2 separate regions of the Anser cygnoides genome follow, and region 1 is linked to region 2. A link is a contact called in public Hi-C data. All regions are on one chromosome and are shown on one strand. Each heading gives the region's core, a stretch centred on a gene start, on an enhancer-like site or on the middle of the called end of the contact. The rest is flanking DNA. Distances are from core to core; before and after follow the strand shown.

Region 1 (2,936 bases), core at 362-2,861, 420 kb after region 2:
CAGCAGCCCCGTCTGCAGCGCCGTGTACTGAGGTGTGCGTATGGCAGCATGTGCGTACCGTTGTAGTTGGTTGCCTGCAGGACGGCGAGGAGGTGGTGGGGCTGGCAGTACTGCGTGAGGACGCTGACGCTTCTGAGGGAGCCCTGCTGGCAGGCGATATGGAGCGGGGTGTTTCCTCGGAAGTCCCTGATGTCCAGGTCACATCCAGCTTTCAGGAGGTGCTCAGCGATTTCGGGCTGATCAGTGATCACTGCCAGGTGAAGGGGAGTCTGCAGGCAAAAGAGAAAAGAGAAACCTGTAAGTTACACAGCGGACGTGGCAGCAGTGCCTGAACACACAAACCCTGCAGTCGCTTGGGGATTTCTGCCCAGCTGAAAACACACCCCACAAAGTCAGTTCGTTACGCTTCCTGACATAGTGCAGAGCTGCTCGTTAGTCTGGAAGCAATGAACTCGGGGCTCTCCAGATACCAGACATGCAATCCGTAAGAAGGGTATCATTAACATCCCAGCGAGGAGGGGTGCAACCCATTGCATCATATTTGAAAAATGGGGGCGGTAAGTAAGAGGCCGCTGCCGGGGAGGCAAAGTGTTGCACCAACACCGGTCGGAGTCATTCGGGTGCTTTCCTGAACGGAGGCTTTGATTTAATATCCACTGAATTAAAAAAGCGATTTTTCCTTGGGAATTCCCCACAGGGCTTTTGTGGGGGCGGTGGGGGTTGATCCGGGCCCCGGGGTGCCGAGGTGAAAGTACCTGGCTGAGGTTGTTCTGGAAATTCAGGAAGGCACGGTCCCCGCTGGTCTGCCGGATCACCTCCAGGCTGAGGGCTTTTTCTTCGTGGATAATCGCCAAGTGGAGAAAACTGCATCCAAAAAAAAAAAAAAAAAAGAGAGAACAAAAGAAAAATTAGCCGAGCTACGCGAAAGCCCCAGTCCCCCCGGCGGGAACACGGGTGACGAGGTGCCCGGGCCACGGCCTCAGTCATGTGCGGGTTTCGAAAGCCGGGGCTTTCGGCGGCCGGGGCTTTCCGACGGCAGCGGGAGCCGCCTCTCCCTGGCGCCGCTCCAGGGACTTTCCGCGCTCCGCTCCCCGCCCGGCGCCTCCCCGACGGCGGCCCCGGCCCCGTTCCCGTCCCGGCCCCGGCCTCCCCGCGGCCCCGGCCCCGACTTACGTGTCCCCGTCCTCGGTGAGCTGCTGCGCCCAGCCGTGCGGGCGGGCGGGCGGCTCGCGGGGCTGCAGGCGGATGTCCTCCAGCTCCCGCACCAGCTGCCGGTACTCCTCCTCCTTCATGGAGTCCAGCCCGCTGTCGTGGCGGTCGTCGGGCGGCAGCAGCCCGGCCGCCCGCTCCTTGCGGGGCGGCTCGCAGCCCTCCGCGGCGGGCGGCTCGGCGGCGAGGCGGGCGCTGATCATGGCGGCGGGGCTCTGAGGGCGGCGGGGCGCCGCGGCTCCGAGGGCGGCTGGCGGGGCCGGGAGCGGGGCCGGGAGCGGGGCGCGGAGCGGGGCTGGCGCTGCCGACCGGGCGGGCATCCGCGAGTGAGCGGCGGCGGCGGCGGCGCGCCGCATATACACGGCGGCGGAGGGGATTTCTGCGGGGGAGGAGCCGCCGCCGCGGGAATTTCCAGCCTCTCAAGGCCTCGCCGGGCGAGTCCGGTCCTGCTCGGCGCCAGGGGCGGCGACGGGGTGGGGAGGGAGGGAGGGAGGGAAGGGGGCCGGCCCGGCTCGGCGCGGCGCGGCCCGGCAGGGCGGAATTCCCTGCGCCCTCCCTGCCCGGCCCTGCCCTGCCCGCGGCGGGGAAGTACTCGGAGCCCCGCGGGGGGACGCCGCCGCCCGGCCGCCCCGGGGGCTTCCCCGCGGGGCCCGCTGCCCGCTGCAGGCAGCCCCCCGGCTCCTCGGCCCTCCCCCGGAGGCCAAACGGGGCTTTGGGGGACGCAGGAGGGGAGCTTGGGCTGCGGCGTGGGGCCGCTTCTGCACCCCGTGTCCCAAAGCCTGGATCGGGTCACCGTGATGCTAATTATTTACTTACTGGGGGGTGCCAGGCTTTGGAGAGACTCAGATGCTGCGCACGGCTGGTGTTACACATTGCGGAGCCTGCAGGTGTGCGGGTACCACACAGCACCTGAGGGACCTCACACCTCTGCGGTGGAATTGCTCACGGGATTAGGAGCAGGCGGGAGGATCCCTGCTCCACTCTGTACGTCCAGGCCGTGTCAAAGGCTAAACAGAACCCCTCAGACCGTACACACAGGAACTTTGTTTCCCGAGAAGCGGTACCTTCTCCCAGTACCCTTACTCTCTGCATCCATTTTAGTTACTCCCTGCTCCTCATTACCGATGTCCTCCCATCCGTGCGTAGGGAGAACAGGATAGACGCGGGCTCCCACATGGATAAAAGACGCCTGTGAGGTTGACGATGCTGAATTTTTCCCTGGTGAATTTTGCTGCCGCTTCTCAGATGTGGGGGATTCCCATTAAGAATTTTTCTTCTCTTGCAACTCTTGCTGGCCTCGCTGACTAACAGTGTCTGAGAGTTTTTTGGCTTTTGCCATTTTCCCATGGGATGGTGTCCCTTTGAAAAAAAGGACTTGTGAGAAAATCCGAAGATGAAAGGGGGAGCCAGAGGAGAGGGAAGACGCCTGGCTTTCCGTAAACAGATGTTTCTGATTTTCAGCCCAGCCGTACCATTCCTGGGCTTTTTTTCATTATTCATCTCTGGGCCTGGGACAACCCGGTGGTGCTTTTGGGCAGGTTTAGAAAAGCCGTGCAGCTCTTTCTTTTATAGGTTAAGGGTTATGAAAGTTTTGTGAGCTTCTTGAAAGAGTTTCCCCTTTTTAATGTAAATTGGCAGGGGAAATTTAATTAACAAATGATTCTCCTCCCACCTGCCTCTGTGCAAAAGCAAGGAGGGGAGCTGGAAAGCAAGCTCCTGATCCGAGT
Region 2 (2,976 bases), core at 434-2,933:
TGCGTAGACTTCATACAGATCCAGAATACGTATCAAAAGGGAAGTCATTACAGGACTGGAGCCTATGTTACTGACATTACGAAAAGGTGTGTTGTAATCAGAAGGATATAAAACAAACAGAGCCATGATTTTTGTATCTTCTTCCAAGTTCTCTGAGGCTTTGAAAGAGATTATTTGAGTATTAAAGCAAAGCTCATGCCTTGGTAAGAACAAATGTCAATGAAATGGCCAATATCAACAAGCTGGAGTTTTCTTAGTTAAAGTGGATAGAATAATCTCTACTGAGGAAAAGCAAGCCATTTCACTCTCTGACTTTTCTGCCTTCTCTTTCCACCTTAAAAGCAATCTAGAAAAAAATCAGTCAAATAATTCTAATTAGAAAGAAAACAAACATAAAAGTCCTGTTACCAATGCTGCAAGAAAGTAGTGTGAAGGTCAAGCATGTGGAAACAGAAAGGACAGTTTGAAAGGCAAAATTTTCTCTTATTTTCTGCTTCTTCCTGCATGTGCAGAAATCACTGGTTGTTGTTGCAGAATGAGCTTTCCATCTGTAGAACTGGTTTTTGGTTTTGTTTTTTGATATTTAACTATTCAAAGAGTCTTCAGCTACTTCAACAGGGGCCTGCAAAAGAAGGGGTTTCCCCACAGCCCTAAGTTGCCATGTCCAGCAGCCACTGCATCTTCCCTCTCCAGCACCCTAAGCCATGCTCTGATTAAGGGATTTTATTTCCACATGAAAAGCTCAGGCATAAAAGGAAGAAAAAGGAATCTTCTGTTCCAGTTTGGCATCCCTGACCCATACCTCACTCTTCCTGTAAACTAGGGCCTGGTATGCCTCAGCCGTGGCAGCGTCAGCAGTGCTGAAGCCACTTTGCAAGCGTAAAGCAGTTATGAAGCCAGTTCTGGAGCTGCCCTGCCACTTCTCAAAACAAACCCAAACCCTGGGCTATTTGGGGGCTTTCCAGCATTGGAGTGCCACAGTGACGCACGGAGACAAAATGAGAAATAGTTCGGGGAGGGATGAGGGAAGGAGCATGCCACAGCCTCCCCCACAACCCCAAAATCCCGTTTCACCAACCACCTACAAAATAACGGCAATTGTTATTAGAAGAGCCCGCAAGCTCCTCTTCCGTACAGCAGAAGGCCATCAAGGGAGGGAGAATAACCAAGAGGGGAAAAGAAAAATCAAGGAAACGCAGAAGCAGCTCGAGGTTTAAAGGTGATTTATTGCTTCACAGCTATACGACGAGAGGTTTTCACACATCACACAGGGCACCGTTCCACCCCCAGGGAAGCGGGGCTCCCCACGGCCACGATTAGCCAAGGAACAGCCCAAAAGAGCCGCACGTGACGCCAATTTATTTCCCCGCAGCTCCCCCGGCCCTCCGGGGGATTTTTTTACCCCTCCCTGAGGCGGCCGGGGCCGCGACCATTGAGTGGGGAGGGGGGCGGTGGGAGGGGCGAGTCACCTTGCTCTGCACCCCCCACACACCCTGAGGTGGGCTCGCCCATCACCATGACAACGACCAATCAATGTTCCCCTTTCCCCCCCCCAGTAAGGTTGGCCGTCCGGAAGCCTAGAGAAGGCGCGCACCCCCTTCTCCCCCTTTCAGCCAATCAGAACGCAGAGAAAAAGCGCGAGGTGGGCGGGGCCTCACGCCGCGCCGCCTATAAAAGGGGGCTGGAAGCGGCCGCGCGGCTCATTCGCGGCTGGCACTGGAGGTGTGAGGCGGGGGGGAGCAGGGAGAGCACCGCCGCGCCCGTCCGCATATCGCCCTAACGGCCGCCTCACCGCCCTTTCCCCGCGCTAGCACCATGAAGACCAAATTCTGTAACGGCGACGCCGACCCGTCCCCGCTCGGGCTCCTCCTCGGCTGCAGCCCCGGTTCTGCCGGCGGCGGGGGCGGTGGTGGTCTCCCCGCCGGTGGGGGTGGGCAGCCCCCTTCGGCTCTCCCTCACGCCGAGCCCGAGGGGAAGGAGCCCGTCCCGCCGCCTTCCTCCCTGCTGCCCCCGCCGGCCCGCGAGGAGGAGCCGCCGCTCGACCCCCGCACACGGCGCAGGGCCTATCTGTGGTGCAAGGAGTTCCTGCCCGGCGCCTGGCGGGGGCTGCGGGAGGAGCAGCTGCGCATCGACCCCATCAGGTCAGTGCCGGGGCCGCCTTTTTGCTTTATTTTCATTCAATTTCCCTAAATTCGCCTCTCCGCGCCCCACGCCGCGCTCCCCCGGGCGCTGCGGGCACGCCCCTCAACCCCCCCCACGCTATTTCCCTGTGCTTGTGGTGCGCTCCCCCCCCCCGCGGCGGGTAATGGTGGGGTCCGAGGAGGGCAGGGAGCGCTGGGGTCCGGCCGCTTCCATCGCGCCGCGGGGGAGGGTGCGGACACTTGGAAAGCCCCAGCCTCGCTGCATCCTCCGCCGCCATCTGGGGGGGGGGGTGGATGGGGAGCCGCTGTGTGCCCCCAGCCGGGCTCCCCCGGGCGAGAAGAGCCTCTGAGGATGCCCAGAGCCGCAGAAATCAGCGGCTGGATGCCGCGTGTCGGAGGTGGGGAGCATCTCTGGCCGTACCAAGCGCTGCTGGTGACTCAGCGCGCTGACAGCCTGTAGGAGACTGGGTTTTGGCAGCCCACGGGTGTGAGGTGGGGGTGTTGTGGAAGCCCTGAGTGATGTGTGGAGGATCCTCGCCTTTTTTCTTGCGGAATTGCATCGTCTCTTTGTGTGGCTGCCCTGTATGCTCGTCCAGCCGCTGCTAGTTCAGGGTTTCACTTACAGGCCGTGTGTGGTGTCTCGATGCTCAGTCATCCCACCTGATCAAACATCTGTGGTTTTAAAGTACACACTTGTCCATTATTCACCTTGACTCACTGAGTTTGCTTTTCTGATCACTTATGCTTCTAAATATATGGCTTTCCTAATTATCCTAACGTCTATCCTTCTGTTGATTCGTGAAATACATGCAAATACCCCCCTGGTTAGTGATGA

The links. Hi-C and Micro-C count contacts between places; a contact is called where the count stands out from the background.
Region 1: a Hi-C map of liver shows a contact between it and region 2, with 1.8 times the contacts expected there. The contact joins the promoter of NFKBIA here to the promoter of CHKA in region 2. A contact is called at or near these places in 2 of 7 Hi-C or Micro-C datasets (both in liver).

What each region holds. Positions count from the first base shown.
Region 1 is chr5:40,400,208-40,403,143 of Taihu_goose_T2T_genome, forward strand. It overlaps NFKBIA (NFKB inhibitor alpha), which reads right to left and starts at 1,612. Exons shown (of 6, transcript XM_048059840.2): 1 at 1,174-1,612; 2 at 756-864; 3 at 59-269. The coding sequence starts at 1,565.
Region 2 is chr5:39,979,845-39,982,820 of Taihu_goose_T2T_genome, forward strand. CHKA (choline kinase alpha) reads left to right here and starts at 1,684. Exons shown (of 11, transcript XM_048059721.2): 1 at 1,684-2,141. The coding sequence starts at 1,816.